Regions from separate parts of the Mus musculus genome. Here all the other regions are linked to region 3. Evidence: chromatin contacts called from public HiChIP or PLAC-seq and promoter capture Hi-C data. All regions are on one chromosome and are shown on one strand. Each heading gives the region's core, a stretch centred on a gene start, on an enhancer-like site or on the middle of the called end of the contact. The rest is flanking DNA. Distances are from core to core; before and after follow the strand shown.

Evidence for each region. Promoter capture Hi-C pulls out the DNA fragments that hold promoters and counts their contacts. HiChIP or PLAC-seq counts read pairs in DNA pulled down with a chosen protein or histone mark.
Region 1: a contact with region 3 is called in a promoter capture Hi-C map of liver, with 5 times the contacts expected there. The contact joins the promoter of Phykpl here to the promoter of Zcchc10 in region 3. A contact is called at or near these places in 3 of 39 promoter capture datasets (the C10 cell line, liver and pre-B cells).
Region 2: a contact with region 3 is called in a promoter capture Hi-C map of liver, with 5 times the contacts expected there. The contact joins the promoter of Ccdc69 here to the promoter of Zcchc10 in region 3. A contact is called at or near these places in 4 of 39 promoter capture datasets (hematopoietic stem and progenitor cells, liver and pre-B cells).
Region 4: a promoter capture Hi-C map of liver shows a contact between it and region 3, with 5 times the contacts expected there. The contact joins the promoter of Hnrnpab here to the promoter of Zcchc10 in region 3. A contact is called at or near these places in 6 of 39 promoter capture datasets (embryonic stem cells, hematopoietic stem and progenitor cells, hippocampal neurons and 2 more), 1 of 115 datasets of contacts at active chromatin or transcription factors (large pre-B cells) and 1 of 9 other capture datasets (liver).
Region 5: a contact with region 3 is called in a promoter capture Hi-C map of liver, with 4 times the contacts expected there. The contact joins the promoter of 0610009B22Rik here to the promoter of Zcchc10 in region 3. A contact is called at or near these places in 7 of 39 promoter capture datasets (the 3T3-L1 cell line, the C10 cell line, hippocampal neurons and 3 more) and 2 of 115 datasets of contacts at active chromatin or transcription factors (large pre-B cells and pancreatic cancer cells).
Region 6: a contact with region 3 is called in an H3K27ac HiChIP or PLAC-seq map of bone marrow-derived dendritic cells, with 12 times the contacts expected there. The contact joins the promoter of Tnip1 here to the promoter of Zcchc10 in region 3. A contact is called at or near these places in 1 of 39 promoter capture datasets (pre-B cells), 1 of 115 datasets of contacts at active chromatin or transcription factors (bone marrow-derived dendritic cells) and 1 of 9 other capture datasets (liver).
Region 7: a promoter capture Hi-C map of liver shows a contact between it and region 3, with 4 times the contacts expected there. The contact joins the promoter of Slc36a1 here to the promoter of Zcchc10 in region 3. A contact is called at or near these places in 3 of 39 promoter capture datasets (liver and pre-B cells).

Annotation. Positions count from the first base shown.
Region 1 is chr11:51,582,593-51,586,355 of GRCm38.p6, reverse strand. Phykpl (5-phosphohydroxy-L-lysine phospholyase) reads right to left here and starts at 1,575. Exons shown (of 13, transcript NM_028398.3): 1 at 1,477-1,575; 2 at 724-842. The coding sequence starts at 1,535. Col23a1 (collagen, type XXIII, alpha 1) reads right to left here. Exons shown (of 29, transcript NM_153393.2): 29 at 2,431-3,763.
Region 2 is chr11:55,076,778-55,080,330 of GRCm38.p6, reverse strand. Ccdc69 (coiled-coil domain containing 69) reads left to right here and starts at 2,200. Exons shown (of 7, transcript NM_177471.4): 1 at 2,200-2,318. The coding sequence starts at 2,271.
Region 3 is chr11:53,323,436-53,327,227 of GRCm38.p6, reverse strand. Zcchc10 (zinc finger, CCHC domain containing 10) reads right to left here and starts at 2,539. Exons shown (of 4, transcript NM_026479.4): 1 at 2,487-2,539. The coding sequence starts at 2,527.
Region 4 is chr11:51,604,991-51,608,363 of GRCm38.p6, reverse strand. It overlaps Hnrnpab (heterogeneous nuclear ribonucleoprotein A/B), which reads left to right and starts at 1,483. Exons shown (of 8, transcript NM_001048061.1): 1 at 1,483-1,697; 2 at 1,778-2,024; 3 at 2,735-2,903. The coding sequence starts at 1,801.
Region 5 is chr11:51,686,961-51,690,298 of GRCm38.p6, reverse strand. 0610009B22Rik (RIKEN cDNA 0610009B22 gene) reads left to right here and starts at 1,665. Exons shown (of 2, transcript NM_025319.2): 1 at 1,665-1,751.
Region 6 is chr11:54,960,890-54,964,358 of GRCm38.p6, reverse strand. Tnip1 (TNFAIP3 interacting protein 1) reads left to right here and starts at 1,419. Exons shown (of 19, transcript NM_001199275.2): 1 at 1,419-1,526.
Region 7 is chr11:55,202,769-55,206,499 of GRCm38.p6, reverse strand. Slc36a1 (solute carrier family 36 (proton/amino acid symporter), member 1) reads right to left here and starts at 2,160. Exons shown (of 11, transcript NM_153139.4): 1 at 2,012-2,160.

The DNA of each region.
Region 1 (3,763 bases), core at 326-2,825, 1.7 Mb after region 3:
AAGGTTTTTAGAGAGGTATTTTGAGACTCAGCTGGAGGGGCACTGTCAGAGGGTCAGCCATGGCATCTGCATTCTTAGAGCTCACGTGCCAACATGGTCAAAGCAAGGTAGCAATAATTAACACAATTACCTACAACACCGGGCAGTGAGTTTACCAAAAAGGCCCAGGATTAAGTCATTTCTCCTGAGACAGGGTCTCTCTGTGAAGCCCTAGTTGTCCCTGAAACTTGCTATGTAGGCGTAGGCCAGGCTGGCTGTTAACTCAGGAGACCCCCCTGCCTCTGTGCCCTGAGTGCTGGGAGAGTCCTGGGTTTTAACCCTTACCTGCCTGCAATGTGCCTTCTAACAGCTGTGGTAGCCCAGTTGGCTGAATTCATACTAAAGTTTCCTATTACCCCTATAGTAGTCAATAGAGGTGAAGGCCTGCTGTCAGCACCCTGCACGAGGCCAAGATGAGCACACTACATTTGTGGTCATGGATGGGTGGACTGTATATATGCCTGGTTTGATGTGAGTTCCACGTGGGACGTGCAGCTTGGACCTTGGCATGTGAACCTCTCAGGCCTGCCTGGTTTAGCACAGCTATGGTGTGGAGTCTTTTCACAAAGACTGGGGTGCCCCCCTGAGCATCCGATTCAGTTCTGTTCAACCCAGGCTATCAGTCAGATCTATGGCCTCAGCCTCCTCCCCTGTCTCACCAAGGGTGAGAGGCGTCATACTGACCATGAGCCACGTTGTTGATACAGTCCAGGTACTCTCGCCCTTGCTCATCGTACAGGTACTGCCCTTGGCCTCGGATAATCTTAACAGGATCCTCAGGAAAAAAGAGTCTGCAGGAAGAGCTGTGGGGACAGGCAAAGGATCGACAACCCTGTCTGAAGACTGACCTCCACTCATTACAGCCCCCTTCACTCCTTCCTGATTCTGGGATGGACAAAAGCTTGCAGGGCACGGTGGAACTTCCCTGCCTCCCCATTCCTGTGAACAGGACGGAGCAGAAAGTTTCTGAGACAAAACTAAGCCTTTGTGGCCCTCTCAGTTTTGCTTGCACACTGAGACTCCTCCAGTCCCAGTGAAAAGGGCTTCGGAATGGCTTCCTGAAGAAAACCCCCTTGTTAGGAGCTGCATCTCAGCCCCTAACATTCCTTGCCAACCCAGTGGCCTTGCTGTCCCCGTTAGTAATGGCTAGCTCCAGTCCTAAGTTCCAACCATAAGCTTCTCTCCACGTGGCACCGAGGATACTCCTCACAGGCCAAGAGCAGACTTCCTGTAACCCTGCCCGTGACATGACTGCCCCCCAGGCCAGGCCCAGCTCCTTATGCAGGTGGCTGCCAGGGGCAAAGCTCGCTCCACGGGACAGGGGACGCCCCGGAGTCGCGGGGTGGTTCACGGCCGCTTCTAGTAGGCTGAGGGAGGCGGGGAAATCAGGGACTCGGGGTGGGCGCTATACGCGCTTTCGGAGCCCACACCCGGTACCTGAGCAGCCGACGTCTCAGGTCCAGAGTGACGGCCTTGGCGCGCGTGTCCGCGGCCATGGCGCCGAGCGGTCAGCCAGTACCCAGATGCTGCGCGCTTAGCTCCGCCTCCGCCCGCGACGTCAGCTCTGGGTGGGGCTTCAGTGCTGGTCCCGCCCCCAGGAGCTCCCTTCCCGGGCGTTTACGGAACTTGCAAGCGAGATAGCTTGCAGTTCACGTCATCACGGGCGGATACTCTCCGCTGATCCATGGTCGGACTTCGCCCTTCTCTCCTACGCCCGAGGTTTCCCTCCCAGGAATGTGTCCCCAGACCGCCAGGTGGAGCGGGACTCTAAACTGCGGCGGGGCACGCCCGAGCAGGTTGCTGTCTCTGCGCTGATAACGTGACACCCTGTGAGGGTAAATTACTGGCACCCTGGAAGGACAAAGGCCTTCCTGGCATGGCGCTGTAGAGTTCGGTGCCACTGCTGGGGCAGACCACGGAGATCTCTAGAAATTCTTGCTAGGATTAGACAGGATAAACTTGACATGTCGCTACAGGAAGAGAATTTTGCAGTGGGCAGATAGGAAGAGGTTTGGAAAACTTCTGAGTCCTACCTTATGTACTGTGCAGGAAACAGGCCCAGAAAAGAACGGCTTTGCTCCGAGGCACACAATAGGCCCGCTGCAGAGGCCGGACTAAAACAAGGTCTCCTGAACTCTTACCTAGCACACTGAGTGACAAGAGACCTCTGTGGTCCCGGAGGTGGGAGAGAAGGGATACTCCCTTATGGGTTGAGCGCTGGAGCTGACTGTCTTGATGAACCCTGGAACAAAGGCCTGAGAAGGCCCCTCAGCAGACTGGGGCAGTCTTGTTCACATGCCAGCCCGCTGCCCCATTCTCCAGTAGCTTATTTCTTTTCTTCCCTAGAAAACTGCAAAATGCTTACAGCACTTATTAAAGAACAGCTTTGTATTCTTGTGGTTTTTGTTTGTTTTTATTGTGGTAAAATATACATAAAAAAACAAGCAATTTTGAAGGGTACATACAATTCAGTGGCATTAGTACATTCTCAATGTTGCATCTTGTCACCAAAACCCAGTCACAGAGCCCTTCCATCTTCCCCAACTGAGCGGTATTTCATGTTTTTAACCATAAACCTACCTAAAAGTCCATCTTCCTGCTCAGAAAAGGCCTATCCTTCCTGTCCTTGGTCCCATCCTCTCTCCATTTTCTGGCATCTGTCCTTTCAAGGCAACCCTGGAGGCCAAGAAGGCACAGGCTGAAAGGAGGAAGGGACTGAACAAGACTTGGATGTAGTGGGGGGCATGGTGGTGCAAGCCTGTAATCCCAGCACTTGGGAAGCTGAGGCAGAGCTGCAACTTTGGGACCAGCCTAAGTTATGTATTGAGACCCTGTCTCAACCAACAAGCAATCATTCCCCTGCCCAACCCTTGAATCCAGAGCAGGGTTTCCTCAGCTGGCATTCACAGTGAGCAGCTTCACTACTGGGCGTGTCCAGTGTCCTGGATTTCAGGTGTATGCTAACCTCGACTGTCTTCTGAATGCCAGGAGTGTCCCCCAATCCTGTGACAACTCAAAGCTTTAAGGACAGGGAATCTAGTAAGGTCGCTTCTCTCAAGCCTCAGAGCCATCTGTCCATGGGGACAGTCATCTCGTTGGTTTCTTTAGCGGCATGGAACACAGGATAGTCAAGGACTCAATAAACAGATACCTCCCTTCCAGAATTATTTGACTTACAAATAATTACAAAGAGAACTGGCCTTCTTGGTAGGGAGAACCAAGGCCTCCTCTCAGTCCTTGAGCCTCATTGTTGAGGCAGGGCACTCCCCAGCGTCTCACTTGGGACCTTGAACAACTCATTCTCTCTGTCCTCACTTCAGGCTGGCACAGGACACTCCATGGCTCTGCATGTCCATTTGCAAGGATACAAGGTATGAGTCCACACGGGGGCAGTAATGGGCCAAGAATGGCCCAGGGCAGCCTGAGGTGAAAGGGAGAGTTTGGGGCGTCAGCCTCTAGAAAGCTCTGCGTGCTGTCCACCCATCGTCAGGGGTCTGCCTAGCAGATTCCATATGTTGCCAAACAACCCTGAAGAAAAATTAGGGGACCTCCGAGAGCACGGGTTCAGTCCCAAGCCTGTCACTCTCGCCTGTCTGTGTATCTCTAAGCAGATAACTATGCACTGTGAGCCTCAGATTTCCTATATGTAAAATGGACACAGTGACACCTACCCCTGCAGCCCTAACGATGTTGTTCTTAGGATGAAGGAGGAGTGCTTTGTTGA
Region 2 (3,553 bases), core at 951-3,450, 1.8 Mb before region 3:
TTAAATAAATAGAAAACCAAAAAAAGCATGGTGAGGAAGATCAGTCCCCAGGATGTTCTGCACCATGGCATATATGTGTGGGTCAGAGGACAGCTTGCAGGGGAAGGTCACTTCTCTCCTTCCATCATGTGGGTTCTGGGGATTGAATTGAGTAGTGAACCCTTTTAATCCACTGAGCCTTCTCACCTGCCCCACACTTTGGCTGCCTTACTAAGCATTTCTGTGGTGGTTTGAATGAGAATGGCCCCATAGGTTCAAAGATTTGAATGTTTGGTTTCAGTTGGTGGAACTGTTTAGGAAGGATTAGGAGGTGTGGCCTTGTGGAGGAGGTGTGTCATTGGGGGAGTGTTTTGAGATTTCAAAAGCCCATGTCCAGCCCTGTTCCCCGCCCCATCTGTCCATCAGGATGTAACACTCTCAGCTATCGCTCCAGTGCCTTTAAATGCTCCCTGCCATGATAATGGACTAAGCTCCTGAAACTGTAAGAAGCCCACCCCACCCCACCCCCCAGTTAAATGCTTTCTGTTTTTAAGAGTTGCCTTACTCATAGTGCCTCTTCATAACAATAAAACAGTGACTAAGACACAGGGTTTCATTATGTAGTCCAGGCTTGCCTGGAACTCACAGTGACCCCCTGCTTCAGCTTTCTTGCTGTTTGAACTACAAATATAAGCCCTCATGCCCAGCTCAATATTGTTTTCTGCTCTTTGGAGGGTCATTGCCTTGAATGTGTTATTCATTGCACTGGGTCTCTTTCTTCAATACAACTTTCAGAGAGTTTGTGACCCTGACACGGATTTTCTAACCTGTGCCCAGTACTCTGGAGCGCTGACTTTCAAAGCTGTTATCGCCTTCCCACGTGCAGCTCCCAGTGAGCACTCCAAGAAGATAGAAAGGAGTCTCTTGTCCTAGATTCTGACCCTATTGTCCCCATTCCCACTGCATCTGGCAAGCTTGCAGTGTCTGTCCTGAGGAGAGAAGACTATGTCACACAGATCTTGTGAGCTGGGGAAAGCTATTGGCCCAGCCTTGTGGAAAGCTTACAATGAAAGTGGGTGTCATTTATTTGCAGGGGTGTTACAAAAGCCAGGTTTGGGGGAGCATTTGACCTGGGCTCTGGGCCTTGCTACCAGCATTGTCCCTCTCTGAAGTATACTTTTATTTCATTTATTCATTTGTTTATTGAAGAGGGGAGAGTGAGTGTGTGTGCACACATGTGTGCACATGGCCTACATATGGAGATCAGAGGACAAATTTCAGGAGTTGGCTCTCTTTTTCCTGGGAATTGAATTTAGGTCATCAGCTTAGTAGCAAGCACCTTTACTCACTGAGATAATTTTAATTCATTTTCTTTTGAGACAAGGGCTCACTCTGTAGCCTAGACTGACCTCCAACTTGTGGTTGTCCTTTTGCCTCAGGCTCCTGGAACTGCAAATTGATTGGCCTTTTCAGCTCAGGAAATGTAGATTTAGTTATGAATGGGTAATGCAGTGTGTGAGCCTTGGCATGCATGTTCCTTTTCTCCTTCCACCAAGTGGGGCCTGGGGATGGAGCTCAAGTCGGCATCACAGGCAACTGCCTTTCCCACTGAGCCTGCAGCTGGCTTGTTCTTTTGGTTGCTTGCTTGGTTAGTTTTGTTTTTGAGATAAGCTCTTACTTACTCTGTAGCCTCTTCCTGAAACTCCAGCCTCAGCCTCCTAAGTGCTGGGTCTATAGGCACTCACCCTCAGTGCCTTCAGAGGTTAAAAGGCCCATGTGCTGGAGCCGGACAGGCATCTTTGAGCCACCCGATGTGGGTGTCTGGAGTTGAACCATAGTTCCCTGGAAGGGCAGAAAAATACTCTTAACTGCTAAGATCTCTCTCCAACCCCGTTCCCTTTGTATGACAGGTTATCATGTAGCCCTGCCTGGTCTTAAACCCCCTATATATATCAGACTGTCCTCGAACTTGTGATCCTCCTGCCTCCACCTCCTCAGAACTGGGATTACAGACGTGTGCCACAACGCCTGGTTTAATTGTTTTCGTTCTTTTCCCTCTCAGCTCTTTCTCATCAGAGGGTCCTGAGAACCATCTGTGGCTCCTGGGGATCTCTCCTGCCCCGGCCTCAGGTACTTCTGGCGTGGAGCGCCGCTGGCACCTGCCCTGGCCCGGCCCCGGCTCGGCCGGGGCCCCGCGCAGGCCCTGCTCTTCCGGCATTTAAGGCGCGCAGCCGGCGCGGCTGCAGCTCCGGGCGGTTGAGAGTCACAGCCAGCGGGACGCGCGAAGCAGGATGGGCTGCAGGCAAAGCCGGCACAGCCGCGGCAAGCGCGCAGAGAAGGTACCGGGAGCCCGCACACGGAGGTCTGCTTGGGGGGCGCTCAGAGGGACAGCAGAGGACACCAGATGGACAGCAGTGGGGGGGGCAGTCATGGAGATTGGGGTGCGGGGGTGGGGGTGCTCTGTCTCCGCCCGACCCGGCAATCAGAAGCCGAGTTAACACACTCAGTCCCAGACAAACTGCAGCTGACCCTGCTGTCCCCGCGGGGAGGTGACTGGTGTGTCCGTGGCAGGTGGCCTTCAGTGTGGGGCTGTCACTGTGTAGTAGAGGACAGAGTTCTTAACCTCTCTGCGCCTTGAGCTAAGGTCTAAGGCCGGCAATCTCTGATAGGTCCACAGCCGGACAGCACCAGCATCACCTGAGACCTGTTGGAAACCTCAACTCCCTGGTCTGCCCAAGGGCTGCTAGACACAGGCTGCCTCTTAACGAGTTTCGCCTGGGATCACTGCACCCTTTAGAGCCTAGGAAGCGGGTCAGGGCTTCCTGCGGGAACTGAGCGGTGCGTGGGCTGCCCTTAGGGTAGCTGGGAGGAGCCAAAGTGGGAGTTGATTTGTAGTCTCCTGCAGCTCTCTCCTCCTTCCTGTCCCTCCCGCCCCAGAGCCCTGAAGCTGGGTTAGAGCCCAAGAGACTGACTCAGGTTTCTGCCCCTTGAGGTCTGAGAAACGTCAGGAGGTCAGAGCCTAGATTCAGGGCCAAATCCACTGAGGACAGCCGGGGGCCCAGAGAAGGAAACAGGCACTCTAGAGTCCTAGTCGTTTTTTCCTGTCTGCCAGTCTCTCCACCCCTTGTGGGGATGGACAGCCCGTGAACTTCATCAGTCCCCACTGTGAAAATGATTAATTTTGCAAGGAACTTCAGCTCATTAGTCTTCCTGTTACCTCTGTTTATCTACCCCTAACTTTGTCAATGTGTGTGTGTGTGTGTGTGTGTGTGTGTGTGTGTTCTCTGAACCCTCCCCTGCACTTGGACTAACTTTTCATTGTTTTATTTTTCTCCCCATCCCCACTTTTGGAGACAGGGTCTGGTGTAGCCCAGGCTGTCCTAAACTTAATGTGTAGCCAAAGCTGGCCTTGCACTGCTAATTCACCTGCCTCTCCAATGCTGGGATTACCAGCCTCCCCACCACAGCAGGCTGGATGTTTTTGTTCAGATTTTTTAGACAAGCTCTCAATATGTAGCCTAGATTGGCCCCAAACTTTCAATTTTACTTAGCCTCCCTAATGTTGAAATTATAG
Region 3 (3,792 bases), core at 1,290-3,789:
TGGGACACTTTCTGACCTGGAAGAGCATTAAAGTATCACGTGATGTTGACTCTAGCAAGCACACAAACGGTGTTCAAAGCGTGCAACCTGGGGCGCAACAGGAACTGAGTCTTGCTCTTCTAAGCCCAGTCCGGTATTTCATGCTTATAGTCTTTCACTTTGCAGGCCAATGTGGGAGGATGGCTCTGAGTTTAAAGTTAGCCTGAGCTACAGAGCAAGAGACCCTGTCTCAACAAAGCAAAATAATAAAAACAAAAATTTTGGGCTGGTGAGATGGCTCAGTGGGTTAGAGCACCTGACTGCTCTTCCGAAGGTCCAGAGTTCAAATCCCAGCAACCACATGGTGGCTCACAACCATCCGTAACGAGATCTGACTCCCTCTTCTGGAGTGTCTGAAGACAGCTACAATGTACTTACATATAATAAAGAAATAAATCTTTAAAAAAAATTTTTTTAAGTTTTTCCATTCCAATAATCATGTATTCGGACCAACATTTTTAGCTCAGAAGACAAAGGATAATGAAGGTCCTTATTTGTTGTAATGCTAGATATCAAACTCAGAGCCTCCTTCACAAATGCTCTACTACTGAGCCAGACCCCCTAACCCATTAAAACACTTTTAAGGCTGGGAAAAGGGTGGGTGGATAAGGTGTTTGCTGTAAGCCCAAAGATCTGACCCCCAACGACTTGTCCTCTGACCTCTACTCCTATTCACACATAAATGAAAAAGCTTGTTCATTTGGTTGGTTGATTCTGCTTTTGATTTTTTTCCCTGGAACTCCATCTATAGACCATACTGGCCTCAAACTCATAGATCTACCTCTGCCTCCCAAGTGCTGGCATGTGCCACTGTGCCTGGCTATCATTCTTTTTAACTTACTAATAAAAAATGGTGGTGGTGAGACAGCTCAGTGGGTTAAAGACACTTGCCACACAATACTAGGATTAAAAGTGTGAGCCACCATACCCAGCTTGGCCTAGCCTTGAACTCACAGACCCACTTGCTTCTGCCTCCTGAGTGCTTAGATCAAAAGCACAATCCACCAACGTCAGGCCCAACACTCGGGTTTTAAACTCATAAACCACAGCTTAGGTCAAAAGCAAAGTGCGAAGCAATGCAGGTATTAGATGTATAAACTGTTTCCTTTCAGGTTCGTATTATGACTTTTGATAGGTCTGAGAAATACAACATGACATGCATGTCACACAGCCATGCAGAGTGGGTATGACATTACTGGAGGGTTTTAAGATGAAGTCTTATTATGTTGCCCAGGCTGGACTCAAATTCATGTTCAAGTAACTGGTCTCCGCCCCTTACATCGCTTACACCACTGAATGGGTAGTTATTGAGTTGGTTGGTTTTTTTTCTTTTCGGAGACAGGGTCTCCCTACACAGCTGAGGCTGGCCTGCAGTTTGCTCTTTAGATCAGGCTGGCTTTGACTCAGTGCTACTCCACCTGATTTTGCTTCTCCAGTGCTTGGATTAAAGGCATCTGCCACCAGGACTGATAGTTACTGAGATTCAAACTGGGCATGGTGGCACAAGCTTTTAATCCCAGCATACTGAAGGCAGTCAGATATCTTGAGTTCGAGGTCAGCCTGGTCTACAGAGTGAGTTCCAGGACAGCCAGGGCTACACAGACAAATCCTGTCTCTAAATCTGCCCAACCCACCCCCAAATTCTAACAGACTCATAGCAAATATACCATTTCCTATCTTTCCCCAAATCCTCTGCTGACTCAGTCCTTTCTATGGCTTTTAGTCTGTTTTCAAATGTCACCCCTCACAGATGAATTTCTAGAACTGACTTGAACTGGGCCTTTTGCCTTTCCTCACCACAGCCTCTTATCCCCTTTAAAGCTTAACTTTGTTTTGTTTTTAGAGAGACAGGGTTTCTCTGTGTAGCCTTGGCTGTCCTGGAACTCACTCTGTAGACCAGGCTGGCCCCGAATTCTGAAATCTGCTTACCTCTGCCTCCTGAATGCTTGGATGTACCATCACCATCCGGCTCCTACAAAGCTATTTAAACCACTAGCTGTACTTGTTTAGAGTATCAACAGGTTCCACAATAAAACTGTTAAGCTGCGTAGCTTGAATACATTTTTCTTCAGAGAAACTGTCTGTGAGTGATTGTACTAAAATAATTATTTACAGTGAGAGCTGCAGAAAGTGAAACGGTCGATGGGGAATTAATAGGCATTGCAGACAGGCTTGTTTCTAGAAAGGGCGATAGGAAGGAGGCAGGTACGCTGAAGAGGGAAAAGTTTGGGATCTTGAGAGGGAAGATGTGGGATCAAGCATCCAGGCTACCCTTGACATGTGGACCGGACAGAGGAACACAGACCACCCAACGACCAATTCTTGGATTCATTTCGAACTCTCTTCAAATCCCGCTCAGTTCAGCAGCCTGCGCCCGCTCACTAGCTAGCGGACAGGCGTCTGCACGCCCCCAGCCCTCCTGCACACCCCACAAGCATCTCACTTACGCTTTCCTTCGAGCTATGAGCCGATGCATGGGAGTCGCCATCTTGGAGCGGCTGGAGTCTGCCGCACGGGTTTTTGGGAAACTAGCACCGGTGGGCGGGTCCTTAGAAACCTCTGCGGTCCTGGGCGGGGCCAGACGGGCTCAATTCAGAAGAGGCTAATGGTGGCCACTAGCTGGTTTGTCTTTTCTAATGTGGGCTTGTGTGTTCAGTATGAATAGGGTCTTGAAGGGTGATCTCAAACCAGGGGTCTGTAATACATATGCAGTGGAATTTTGTAGTATTCAAAAAATCCTAAAAAAAAAAAATCCTGTAATCCAGGATTTTGGAGGCTGAGGCAAGAGGATTGCTATGTTTTTGAGGCCAACCTGGGAAAACTTATGGCCCTAGCTCAAAACCAAACCAAACAAAACCAAAAAGGCCAGGAAGTAATGGCCCACATCTTTAATTCCAACACTTGATGGGATTCACGGCCAGCCTCATCTACACAGGGAGTTTCAGGAAAACCAAGGCTGCACACACAAACTGTCTCAAAAAACAAAACACCAAAAACCCCAAGAAATTACAGGTGTCGTCATGATGACTGGATCATTCTGATTTTGTTGTTGTTTGGTTGGTTTTTTGTTTTGTTTTGGTTTTTTTTTTTTTGTTTTTGATTTTTCTTTCAAAGATCTGCGTAGAGGATTTTTTGGTCTTTTTTTGAGACAGGGTTTCTCTGTGTTGCCCTGGCTGTCCCGGAACTCACTCTGTAGACCAGGCTGGCCTCGAACTTGTAAATCTGCCTGCCTCTGCCTCCCAAGTGCTGGGATTAAAGGCATGCGCCACCACTGCCCGGCTGTGTAGAGGAATTTTAATCCAGCAACATGGCTGCTCTGGAAAGGAATCAATCATAAGTGATGGGAGTACAGACATGAGTTCCAGGCCAGCATGGTACAGAGAAAGTTTCAGGTAAAGAAATTTAGTTCCAGGTGTGGTGGCACATTCCTTTAATCCCAGCACTCAGGAGACACAGGCATGCAGATCTCTGAATTCTACTCAGTTTGGTTGAGTCTTAAGAGAGGAGGAGGGGTAAGGGGAGTGGAGAGGGAGACAGGACCAGACAGAAACACCATGTGTTTGCTTGGGATTGAACTCAGGACCTCTGGAAGAGTAGTCAGTGCTCTTAACCTCTGAGCCATCTCTCCAGGCCCCTCTTTTTTTTTTTTTTTTTTTTTAATTGTTAAAGATAACATCTTTAATTTTTCAGGCTGGCCAGAAACTTAGCTCAGGCTAGTCTAATTCCCAAGTTATGACACAAGTTTCTAAAATC
Region 4 (3,373 bases), core at 234-2,733, 1.7 Mb after region 3:
GTCTCGAAAAACCAAAAAAAAAAAAAGTCAAGAGGCAAGAGGTTCTGGATCTGGAGAGGGTTCAGTGGGCCACGTGGGCACAAGCATGAGGACCTGAGTTCAGGACTCCAGTGCCCACAGCTGAACAGGGGAGCACAAATCTAACTTCAGCTTACTCCATCAATGTGGGAGGAGACAGAGAATCTCCAAAGCTTGTGAGACCATTTGCCTGGAGGCCAGCCTGGTCTACAAAGTGAGTTTCAGGACAGCCAGGGCTATACAGAGAAACCCTGTCTCAAAAAAAAAAATCTATATATATCTCTATCTATCTATCTATCTATCTATATCCATCCATCCATTGGATGACTCACACCTTTAATTCCAGCACTTAGAAGGCAGGCAGGCAGTTTTCTGTGACTTCAAGACCAGCCTAGGTCTAAAAATGAAGTTGTGGGCCAGCTAGTTTGTTTAAAGGAAAAAAAAATTATAAAGAACAAAATGGAAAGTGAAGATTGATACCTTGTCTGATTTACACACTCAGGGCATAGAACTTACACTCAACACAAACGTATGCACACATACACAGGAATCATGGCCTAACCCAGGCCTTTAAAGTTTTATGGTCAATGCTTAAAAGAAAACTACCCCTCTTTACCATAACCTCATTTAACAGGGCTATTTTTCCAAAAGCAAGTTGTCAGACTAGGCAGGGTGACACATGTCTGTAATCATATCCTGGGGCTACATGAAAAGACTCTTAATTTTTCCATTTAGGATCATCTAAAAATCAGTGAAATTAAGCTAGGCACAGTGGTGGTGCAGCACATAATTCCAGCACTGAGGGGGTGAAAATGGAGGGTCAAGAGTTCAAGGCCAGTCGGAGGATACCAGACTTGGTCTCAAAAAACACAAAACGGAACCAAAGGAAAGAAATAAAAATTAAAGGCAAAGCTAAACACTAATGCGATATTAAGTATCTATGGGTGTCAAGCAGACACTGGAAATACTACGGTCCAACGTTCACTGCGCCAGGCCTCCATGGATGGCCCCAGCTAGCTCACTGAAGAGGGCAGGAGCCCTGGCATCTCAGGATGCCGAGGTTTAGGAGCAGGCTGTGCTGAAGGCCTCCGATGACCGCAGCACTCCGTAGATTAGAGCACTCCAAGATTAGGCTCCTTTCTCCGGGCGACCTTGGATTTAGGGGACTTCCTCCGGCTCATTCTCCTCTTTTGGGAGGCCGGGGTTGCTAGTGTAGAATAGGATGTAGGGATAGGATGACAGACTGCCGTGTACCCCGGGCAGCTGGGGACATTGGACGTGCTCGCCCGGTGACCGGAACCGTAGACAGTTCTCCGACTCGCGCGCGTTCTAAAATGAGGACAAAGCCCGCCCGGATCTAGAGCGCGCGCGCAGAAGCAGCCAATAAGATGCTAGGACAATGGTGAGTGGCGGTTCGCTTTGCCCAATGAGAGTATCCGTTGTTACGAGGTGGTGCCCGGCTTCGGCATTATAAAGAGCTCCACGAGTTGGCATTGTCAGGCGGTGGCACCGCGCGGGACGGAGTTAAGGTCTTCTTTATCGGCAGTGTACGGCGGCGGCCGAGCGGAGCGATAGTCAGTGGCTGCGGACGAGCCCTCGGGGGTGCGAGCGTGACCGCGGCCAAGCCCGCGCGTCGCCTTCTGCGGCGAGTAGGGCCTCGCGGCGTCATCGGCGGCGAGGTGAGCGGCCCGGCCGCGGGCGGTGGGCGGGAGCTCGGGGAGCGCCGCGGGGCCTGACGCGCTGTCGCCGCTCGTTGCAGTAGCCGCTGCGGCCTGGCCGACCATGTCGGACGCGGCTGAGGAGCAGCCCATGGAGACGACGGGCGCCACCGAGAACGGACACGAGGCCGCCCCCGAAGGCGAGGCCCCGGTCGAGCCCAGCGCGGCTGCCGCGGCCCCCGCGGCCTCGGCCGGGTCTGGGGGCGGGACCACGACCGCACCGAGCGGGAACCAGAACGGCGCGGAGGGCGACCAGATCAACGCCAGCAAGAACGAGGAGGACGCGGGGTAGGTGCGGCCGCGGGCCGCCGCCTTTGTTCTGGGGCCGTCTTTTGTTGGCGCCACGCGGCGGGGGGAGGGGCGGGCGGCCCGCGGAGCTGTGCCTGCCTGGCGCGCTTGCCGCCTGGCCCGGGCGCGGTTACGCGCCTCGGAGTTTGCAGGAGTTTGCGGGGTCGACTGTGAGGCCGATCTGGGCCGCTCGCGCGGTGCTTGGGCTACTTCGGGCCTCGGGGCGGGCGGCCCCGGAAGAGGAAAAGCGGCGGATCGCGAATCGGGCCGCGAGGGCTGCGTCTCTGCTGCGTAGGCGGAGTTGGCGCGCAGCGGGCCGGGCCTAGCCTGCCGCGAGTCGAGGGGCGGAGTTCCAGCCTGAACCCTGGGGCGGTCTTGGCACCGGGAAACCCAGAGTTCCTTGGGGCAGGTACTTGGGAGGCCGTGAGCTCAAGTAGATTCATGAGTGCAGGGCACGCTGATTTTAAACTCGTGAGGGGTCATGGGTCACATTCTTGTCCCGTATGTACCGTGTGTGGCTGTACAGTCTCGTTCAGCTGTGAGTTCCAGTTGAGTCGAGATTGCAGAGCGACGCAAGGGTTAACTTGAAAGGGGGCACCATCTCAGACTGGTCCATGGGACTGTGGCTCCATAAGCCCTTCCCCAGCCAGGAAAAGTGTCAGAATTCTTTTACAGCTTCTAAGGTTTGTGGTCTTGTCTCTCACTTGCAGAAAAATGTTCGTTGGTGGTCTGAGCTGGGATACCAGCAAAAAAGACTTAAAGGATTATTTTACTAAGTTTGGAGAGGTTGTTGACTGTACAATAAAAATGGATCCCAACACTGGACGATCAAGAGGGTTTGGGTTTATTCTCTTCAAAGATTCTTCTAGTGTGGAAAAGGTAAGCTGGGTATTTGACAGCAATCTACTAGGATTCTGAATCCTAAGGAACTCAGGCATTGCAGTGTTGAGGTGATTGCCACGAGTGAGCTTAGAGTCGTTTTGAGGGATAGTACAGATTGAGTGATTCTGGGCGATTGCAATTCTACTATAAAAAGCTTACTGAGAAGCCTGCAGGAGGGTAGGGAGCTGGGCAGGAACTAGAGAGCTGCCTTTTCAGCCTTCCTTTACTAACTCTATTGTGCCAATTCATGGGCTTGGTGTTAAATGCTGCACTGTAGGGATTAAAGTCTGAGATTGCTATGAGGATAGGTGTGATTTTTTTTTTTTTTTTTTTGCTTTTGTTGTTATTTAAATCCAAGTACATAGGGATGGCATCCTAAATCTCAGAGAAAGTGAAGGTGCATGCCTTTATAGGGTAGAGAGGATTTCAGCACTAGATGTGCTCTTTGTCACTGCTGCTTTGTCTTA
Region 5 (3,338 bases), core at 416-2,915, 1.6 Mb after region 3:
ACTTATTTTTAGAACGTTCTGTAAGATCCTCAAGCTAGGCATAAGTTTAAAGCCAGTCAAGGCTACTCAGGAGACTGTCTCAAAAAGCAAAGCAAAGAGTGATAAGGTTGACACACGACTTTAACTTCTGGCCTCTACACATGTATACAAAGCCAAAAAGTGTTCTAACACATAAATATGCACACACTGACTTAGTTTCCTTAATTGGAAGTCAGGAAAGCAGTCAGCCTCAGTAATGGAAATTTGTGAGCTGCTACACAAAACAAACATGTTCATATTTCTACGGCTCAAATGATAACTGGAGACTTCTTGTAGCAGACACTTTTATTCCCTTCCTCCCTAACTCCCATTCCTATCAAGATGACCAGAGGTTTAGGACAATGACTTTTTTGTGCCTTCAATTTTGAAGGGAGATGAAATGGATGGATAAACATGCTGCTTATGTAGAAGTGGGCAGGTACCTGACCAAAGCAAAGGAGATGTAAGAAATCAGTTTTGTTATTTATCTATCAAAGGTAGGTAGGTAGTCTGCCATTGGCCAATATTCCAAAAATTTTCTTCACTACCGCCAATAAAAGAAAGCTGCTTCACTCAAACAAACAAACAAACAAACAAACATCTTCTCCACCTAGTAAAGTTTTGTTTATAAACCTCATGCATCCTTTCTCCCTCCTGAATTCCCTGCTGCCTGGAATACAGACCTTTAACTCCATTCCTCTAAGCTTATTCTTTCAGAACTAGCCAAGCATGAAGGTCGGACCCCAGCCACTGGGGAAAAGACACCATGATTTTGATCCTGAAACACCTTTTTTACAAATAGAACGTGCCTTGTAGAGCTACTTCGCTTTGTTTATGTTTCTAGCAAACACAAAACGAAAACAGAAATGCCAAACTTTATCTTTAGTCACTCTGTGGCCCCAGAGAGAAGTCAATGATTTTTAGCCAAAGTAGCTTCGAAATGTCTGTTTAAGGGAAGAAGGAATTCAGGACGCCAACGCTAGATAAGTCTCACTATAATAAACACATAAGGAAAACCTGTGAACAATGCAGACATACACTTGAAAGAGCAGAGTCCTTGATGATTAACAGCACCTAACACCAGTGATTTGCGCCCTAAACCACCCTCCCATTACGCATTTCCGCCCACGCATACGGCCAGCACCGTCTGGACACAAGCGCCCGGTGCTGCAACCTCCATTTTGCTTTCTGGCATTCTTGTAGTTAAAAGCTCCGCCTCACTTGGCAGTCTGGTCCACATCTCCCGCCAGGCTTCCGGTCTCTACACCTCCAGGCGAACGTCAGTGACAACATAAGCAAGTACGCGTGCGGTGAAGGCAAGGATTGCTCTAAGAGCCAGAGGAGGCCCGCGGGGACCCCGACGTCCCATGAGGCCTTGACCCAAGATGGCGGACAAAACCCTTAGCGCAGCCTTGCTCAGAGACGCATGTGCGCATGCCCGGTCGACTGAGCTGCCCTGATCCAAGATGGCGGCCGGACCGGGGCTGGGGACGGGCTTAGCGCGTTACTGAGCATGCTCAGTCTTCCGTCACTTGCGTCAGGTCGGCAGCCGGCGCAGGCCGCTCAGTCCTTCCCGGAGAGGCGGGAACATGTACGCATGCGCAGTGAGCAGTCTCGGCTAGTCGGTGGGCGGAGCTACCCCGCGGGGTGGACGTTGAGTGTGTGTGATGGCCGGCTGACCTGCTTTCCTCTTTGAGCTTGTCTGCCCCTGAACTAGAGGGAAGTCGGCTTAGGTGAGGTATTTATAGTTGTCAAAATCCCGCACTCGCCTGTGATCCCAGCGCTCAGGAGCCCGGAGGGATTGCCTCAAGTGCTGTAGGACAGCAAGACCCTGCCCAAAGCAAAAAGTCGGGAGCTAGAGACTGGGAAAGTGGGGGCCGTCCAGGGAGGCTGGGCACATACAGTTCAGTCACTTTCGTGGGTGCGTACTTTGAGTTTTCCTTGGGATTTGTGGCTCAGGGGCAGAGCCCTTGCCTAGCACCTGGAGGTTTGGGATTTGGTCCCCAGCACCAGAAATAAACAGTTAAAGAGGGGCAGTGTAAGATAATCGCAGCACTGGAAAGGGGGAGCTAGGGTAAGGAATTCAAGCCATTTTCTGATACTTGTAGGCCAGTCTGGGCTTCATAAGACCTTTTATTTTATTTTTTAAAAAAGGTTAATAACAAAATAAAATAGCAAAATGTACGGGTTTATTTAATGGACTCTGTCATCGTGTTGTAAATGAATCTGTGGGTAAATAGATGTATCGCCATCTTTAATAGCCCCAAAGCAAGGATGACAGTCCATCCTAGTATCTTTAGTTATCCTTTGGCAGGTTCATCCATGTGTTTTAATGTGGTTTTCAGCCCTTGTCACCCTCTCATCCCACACCCACTGAACCCCCTTTCCCTTCTATTTTCATATCTATACATTTTTTAAAATTATTATTATTGTGGATGTATGTGACACATCATGGGAGTGCCTGCTTGCTATATGGTACATGTGTAAGAGAGGACAACTTTGTGAAGTTGATCATCTCCTCCTCCTCCTCCTGTCTTCTTTCTTCTTGTGACAGAGTCTCTTTCTGTAGCCCTGACTGTCCTGGAACTTGCTTTGCAGAACAAGCTAGCTTTGAACTCACAGATCCTCTAGCCTCTGCCTACTGAGTTCTGGACTGAGCATGCGTGTGTACCCACTGAGTTTAACTTGGGTATTTATGGGTAGGGGTTTATTTATGGAGCATACACAATTTAATGGTGGATACACCAATGAGGAAAAACGAGTCCCCTGAACCAGCAGCCATTATTTACTTGTTTTCAAGAATAGGTGAGATTCTTTAATTCTTCGGAAATTTTTAGTGGAAACTTAGGTCCTCTGAAAGAGCAACCAATGATCTTAACCACCAAGACCTCCACTGAAAGCCTTGATTAAATTCCTAAAGCTATAGTTTTTATTTTATGACGTGTCTCTTAAACGATAGTCCCTTATCCTGGGTTTTTTGGTTTTTGGTTTTTGTTTTTTTTTTTTTTTTTTTTATCACTCTGGAACTAGCTGCTGGTCTATAGAAACCCATTTGTTTCTCTATTGATCTTGTTTCCTGTTGCCTTGCTAAGTCTGCCCTTACATGGTTCCATAGGACATTTTATGTATAAGATTATATCATCTTCAAATAGTTTGGACTTCATAGTCCAAATGCTTTTTATTTCTTTGTTTTGGTTTAGCTTTTGAAACAGTTTTTCTGTGTATCCCTGGCTGTCCTGGAACTAGATCTGTAGACCAGACTGGCCTTGAACGCACAGGAACTTGCCTGCCTCTGCCTCCCTGGTGCTGGGGCTGTCCCC
Region 6 (3,469 bases), core at 170-2,669, 1.6 Mb before region 3:
CCTGTGTGTATCTACACCAGACTTTTAAATTTGGGTGCTGGGGCTCAAAATCAGTGAGCACTTTACCCACTGAGCTATTTCCTCATTTCCTCAATTATTGCTTTTATTTAGGTTTAGTTAATTTACATTTGATCCACCATATGTGGATAATGGTCACTCAGTTGGATAGGACAGTCCTGAACTAGGGATAATCAAGAAAGCCTCTCTCACCCAGGTGGCCTCTTCCTATCTCCTCAGACATTTTTGTGGCAGGTAGTGAATGGCAGTGGGTAACTTTATATATGTAGTCAGTGGTTTACAAGGGGTGTCGACAAAGCATCTTTTGGCTTCTGGTACAGTTGCAGAAAGCAGACAGAGCAAGACTCAGTTTCCCACTTTGCAGTGGGTGTGACAGTGAGTGAGATGGGGGTCAGTGACACGTGCATGTGTGAGCAGTCATTTGTTGTGACAAAAGACTGACAAGCAGCATCTTAGAGGAGGGGTTTATGTTGGCTCCCAGTTTGAGGTGATACAGTCCACTCTGGTAGGAAGGCCTGGCAGTGTGGGAGTGGCTCTAAGCTGTGGTGGCAAGTGCATCCGGGGGCTCGCTCACATCTAGTGGATCAGGAAGAGCAGAGAAAGCAGAAAACAGTGCTTGAACAACCCTCTCCTGATCCCCACTTTTCATTCAGTCTGGAACCCCAGCCTCCCCGGACAGTGCTGTCCACATTCAAGGTGGGTCTTCCCTCTTTTGGAAAACCTCTCTGGAAAAGGCCTTACAGGCACACCCCAGGTGTATCTCCTCGAGACTTCTAAATCCAGTGAAGTTGATCATAGAGAATAACCATCACACAAAGCTCAGGAGGAAGTGGCATGCTCAGACTGCAGCTGGCAGGTTCAGAACGGGCCAAGGGTTTCCAAGTGTGGCTGGACATCCAAGTGAGACTCAGCAAGACTCAGCATCTGGGGAAGAATGAGAAACTTTTCCTCCTCTGGAGAGGATGCTTGGGAGCAGATGAGGCAGGAACAAGACAGGAGGACGTGAGCAGGATGCCTGGAGATTTCCCCAAGGCCACGCACACTGGAATCCCCCACTTTGAACAAAAGAGGAAACATATATCTCCAGGCCATCCCAGCAGGGCAGCCCAGGTGGCCTGTGTCCTTGTACCTGCCTTTGCTTGATTCCCAGCCCAGCTCAGGAGCCAGCAGGCTCTCAGCTCTTCTCCAGAGCCCCCTCCCCTTCCTGGAATCTACCACAAGTGACAGGCAGCCTGGGGAGCAACAGGTGGAGGCTGGCAAAGGGCCCTCTGCTCTGCCAGAGGCGGGATGGGGCCTCAGCTCGGCCTTGTGGGGCTGCCTGGTGGCTGGCTTCTCCATCATGGGGGAATTCCCCTCCTGCCTCAGAGTCAGCTCCGCCCAGCCCTCCTTCCTGCAGAAGCTCAGAAAGCCCAGCAACCTTCACAGGGACACAGGGAGGCATGGCCGCACTCACTGGGCACATCTTCAGATCACCTCGTGCATTCTCGGATGAGTGACCTGGGCTGAAGGTAGGTGTGACAAGGCAGATTCCAGGAGCGTCACACGGTAATGTCAAGGCCACCAGACCTTCCCAGCTGTGTGTCAGTAACTGCTTGGCCTCCTCTTCTCTGCCAGCTGGGGTCTTTTGCTCCCCAGCCTAGCTTGGTGGGCCCACCTAGGGCCTTGAATTCTGTGTCTCTGTTCTTCCCTGAGCCTCCTTTGCCCTCTGACCTCTGTCTCTCTCCCTCGTACTTGTTCTGACCAATCTTCTCTCCGAATGTCTGCAACTTTTCCAAAGGGAAGGAAAGAGAGACTTTCTCTTTTTCTGTACTATCCCTCTCTCTGAGGGGTGAAGGGGACTTTTCTCTTTCTTGTTCCCATATTTTCTTGTGTGTGAGAGGACATGTTTGCATTTGTGTCAGGCTCCCAGGAGCAGGTACATATATCGGTCCATGGGAGTGTTTATGTTTGTGGATGGTCTGGGTGTCTGTCTCTGTGTGAATGTGAATTTTGAGGGGGATGGTGTGGGATGAGCTGGGCAGTTTGGAAGTCTAAACCCAAACAAGGAAGGTTGGTGGAAACCCATCTTGCTCCCTGGGGGACACAATAGCTGTTGAGCCCCTCCTCAGCACTGGAATGAAGGAACCCCTCCCCTGTCTCCAGACTTCTTTGCTCTGAGGCCCACTGGCTCCTTCTGAGGGTGAACCTTTCACCGAGAACTTGAGGCCCTGGGAGTGGGGCCAAGGGCTGGCAGATGGTGGGGACTTCTTTTTTTGATAATAAGCAGTCCAGTTTTTCCGAAGCTGGTCAGAGGGCCAGCCTAGGGAAGTCCCTGGCTGGGGGAGGTAAGGGCCAGAGGCTGGGTCTGACTTTTGACAGTGACCTCTGGACTGCAGAATGAGGGAGGAATGTGGCGAGATTCTAGAAGACATGAGAAGGTATGGGGTAGATTGAGAGAGAAATGCTATTGGGGCCTGGTAGGGCTTCCCAGGATTGGGCAATGTTCTGGTCCTATGGGTCTGCCTCCCTTAGGGACTAATCTCTTCCCACTTCCAGGAAGATGATGAGGAGCAAGCTAGGATCCCAGTTTGGAGCCAGCTTGATACTCTGATTTGGAGTCAGGCGGGCCAGAGGGAGAGAAGCCAGAGAAGGAAAGACCCAGGACTCCTCGAGACCGTGGGAGGGGCCTGGCAGGGCCAGTGTATGAGGAGCTGGGAATTTCCCTGGTGTCATTGTCCTAGAAACCAGAGAATAACAGGCAGGTTAGGGACACAGGAGAAAGAGCCGGGGAGGAGAAAGAGGAGGACAAGGCTGGCGAGGAAGCCAGCAGCCGTGGCCAGAGGCCACCTCCTCAGACAGCTCTCAGTGAGATCCAGGCAAAGTGAGCCCCAGCAGTAGGCCTGAGATCCCCTGAGAGAGGAAGATCCACACTCCCTGCTGCCCCAGACCACAATGACCATGCTTCTTATCACTAGGGCCATTTCTCTCTGTGTGTGCCACAAACTGGCCCTGCTGTTGTCCCCATAGCCTTGCTTAGAAAGCTAGGTTACAGACCAGGAGTGAGTGTCAGGGTCAGAATCAAAGCCCAGACTTCAGGAGGTGGGAGGTGTCCTGGGAAGAGGGCAAGTTGTGAATGCAAATGCTTTCCTTCCTCTTGAGAGGATGACTGGGGGATGCAGAGATGGCTCAGGGGCTAAAGGAGCTTGTTGCTAAGTCTGACAACCCGAGTTTAATCCCTGGGACTCATGTAGTAAGAGAGACAGGACTCCTACATACAGTCCTCTGAGCTCCATTACATGTGCTGTGACATGTGCTAGGGAGACATACACACATGATACACACTTGTAATAAATAAATAAATAAATAAAAATAAATGTAAAAGATGATGCATGAACACAGAAAAAAACTGTGGCCTTCATAGCCTAGGAAGGTAGGTAGAATTAAAAATGCCTTTTTAGGCTGAGGGGAGCTG
Region 7 (3,731 bases), core at 911-3,410, 1.9 Mb before region 3:
TAGTTCCCAGGACAAGACAACCATGTCCTCAGAATCCTGGCGCTGGTGAGGTGGAGAAAGGGAATCCACGGGACTCATAGCCAGCCCAACCAAATCAATCAGCAAGCTCAAGGGCAAAGGTAGATAGACAGTGCCTGTGACAGTGCTCTGACTTATGGAGGGGGATAGGAGGGCAGGGAGAGACGGAGAGAATGGGGGGGGGATGGAGAGGGGGAGACAGAGATAAAGAAGGAAAACACAACTGACTGTATTTAGGTCAGCTCTCTATCCAGCACAGCAATTTCACCTACAACGTTCCCCAAGGTAATCAATTAAATGCCCAATGACAACTCCCTGTGGTGACAAGGAGTTCCACGCTGTGTCCAAAGCAAAAGAGAACTGATTCCTTGAAAGTTTTTATGCTCAAAACCACTTCCCTTACCGCACTGATCTTAACTGTAGTCTCCTGAATAACCAAATACATAAATCCCTCTCTCCTTTATAGACTCCCGGCTAGACAAAGACAGCTAAACAGGCAGGAGGCTGAACAAACAGCCACCGGGTTTAAGGAGAAAACAGAGACATAAAAACAAAGAGGCTGCAGCAGCACAGACCCCACCAGAGCAGGCCCAGCCTCAGGTCAAAGCCAAGGGCTGAGAGTCGAGCCTCTTACTTGTAACCTCAACAACAGCTTTTAAGAAGCCCGGCCGTAGATGCAGTCTACTTCCAGAGTGTTTGGAACCCCTGGGTTCCATCCAAAAAAAAACCCTATGCACTAATGTACCTGTTAGTTACTATAAATTAGGATGCAAACTAGAGGCAAAAGAGATCTTGGTCATGAGAAAGACAACTAAAATTATGAATGTCTAGTTGAGCCATAAATGGGGGGGGGGCAGATTCAAGACAATTAGAAACAGGTAAAATTCTTTTAGAACAAGATCTACTCTTGTTGTAGGCTACTGCCTACAGATTACAAGGAGGGGGTAAATCTCTCCTAACAAAATCAAACAGGAAAAATATGAGTTTCATAACAAAAGGACCCTACCATCATTCATACACTGAAAATGTAAACCCGGGTGAGGGAGGATTCAAAGTCACCTAAGGCATCAAGCAAGAGGCAAAAGCTAAAACACGCTCTGCAGATTCCCCAAAGTCAATTCCTTCCAGGACACTATGTTGCTATCCTGACTCAACAAGCCCCCACCCCCTAATTCCATCCATATAAGCAGTCGCTACCTGAATCTGTCAAATTTCAGAAAACAAAACAAAAAGCAAGCGGTCTTCAAGTTAACATCTGTGCTTTTCATGCCCTAGAGCTCTCTTGGTCCCTCCAGTCTATCCCAGGTCCTATTTCATATTTCTAAGTGACTTCCACAAAACTGCAGAACGGTTAGAAACGAAGCCTGCTGAGTGATGAGGAAAGAGAGAGAGAGAGAGAGAGAGAGAGAGGAAAAAAGAAGGAAAGGAAAGGAAAGGAAAGGAAAGGAAAGGAAAGGAAAGGAAAGGAAAGGAAAGGAAAGGAAAGGAAAAAGCCATCAGTGAACAGAACCACACCCAGAACTCAAGCCTGGCGTGGAGAGCCCAGACACAGCGGAGCTAAACAAGGACGCGCGACCCACAGCGGAAGGGACAAGTGCCTTTTCACAGGGCGAGTTTCCCCGCAGATGGCAACGTGGCAGAAAACAAACAGTTGCAGAAGCTGACACCCTGCTGCAGGGATACCTCGGAAGCCCACACACAGCCCTGGACCTCAGTTTCCCCTACTCTCGGAGGAAAGGAGTTGCGGTCTGGTACCCTGTGACCCAAGGCAAGGGCATAGCTCGAACAGCCACATCTGCAAACGAAGGGTTGGTCCGAGCTAGCCGTCAGTGACTGCCGATGTCACCTGGGAACTATGACTGAACACCTGTCAAAGGTGCATGGGAGACCCCACCCCACGGGTGACCTGTCCCTGAGCAGCAGCATCCGTTTGGCGGGAGGTGCTACAGCAGGAGGTGACTCCCGACTGCAGCGCAGGGCACGCACTACTCACCGGTCGGCCCTGCCCGGCCCGGGCTCCCGCTCCGGCTCCGGCTCCGGCTCTGGCTCCCGCTCCTGCTCAGCCCACCTCGCGTAGCCTCAGCGCCGACCCCTAGCCATGGTTTTCTAGCCTCCTGGACAGCCGCTTCCGGGCCCTGTCACGTGATGCTGGCTCCCTAGCCCAGGTCACGTGCCGCTCCATTCCGTGCTCCTCCTCCCGGACCCTTGTTCTGCAGCGCCACCTGGCGGCCGTCAGCCGCTGCTTCAGAAAGGGCAGTGCTTCTGAGACCACCACAGAGCTAAGGCAGACGACCTAGATTTTGAGGCAGTCTCCAGGGAAGTCGGCATGCAAAATATCCGTAATTTTTAGCCTTGCTAAAATTTATTTGTTCAGCATATATTAACGTGCATTTACTGGTTTATAATCACAAGTTTGCACCTTTTAAAAAATAAATCGTGCAGCTAAGCCTGATGGTACAAGACTGCAATACCAGAGCAGAGAAGAAAAATAGTTCAAGGCCTGTTTGGGTTATAGAGTGAGTTCAAGGATACCCTGGGTGATTTAAAGATACCTTGCTTCAAAAAAATTTAAAAGGGGCTACTGGGAAAATGGTTTACTGGATACAATAAGAACCTGAGTTAAGATTCCCAGTACATATAAAGAGCCAGGCAAGACAATGTGTGCCAGTAACACCAGAGCTTGGGGCCAGAGCAGAAGGATCCCTTGGTCTCTTCAGCAGACTAACTGATCTAGCCAAAACAGTGGGCTCAGGTTCAGTGAGAGAACCTGTGGGGAAAAAAAGTTGAGGGAACAACTCAAGCAGACAATGTCACCATCTGACTCCCCGATGCCCCACTCCACACACACACACACATACTCCATATGCTACACACATACACATACACACACACACACACTCCATACACCACACACATAAATATACTCCATACACCACAAACACACACATACATATACTCCATACACCACATACACACAGACATATACTCCATACACCATATACATACATATACTCCATACACCACACACGTACATATACTCCATGTACACACATATATTTCGTACACCACACACATACGTACATGCACATATGTTCCATACACCACACACACACATACACACACACAAACAACATATACTCCATACATCACAGACACATATACACATATACTCATACAAACATATACCACACATACATACATATACTCCATATACCACACACACAGAGATGCAAAGACAACTTCACACATACACATACTTCATACACCACACACACATACACACTCCATATACCACACACACATACATATACTCCATACACACACATATACTTCATACACCTCACACATACATACATACATACATACATACATACACATATGCATATGTTCCATACACCTCACACATACATACATGTACTCCATACACACAGAGATATAAACAGTACATACCACACATGCATATACTCCATATACCACACACACAGAGATGCAAAGACAACTTCACACATACACATACTTCATACACGACACACACATACACACATACACATATTACATATACTACATACATACATACATACATACATACATACATACATACACAAGCATATAAACCATACACCACACATACACAGATGCATACACATACATATACACACATGAACAAGAAATGATACAACTTCTAGAGTCCCACTCTACACTTGCTGGGTCAA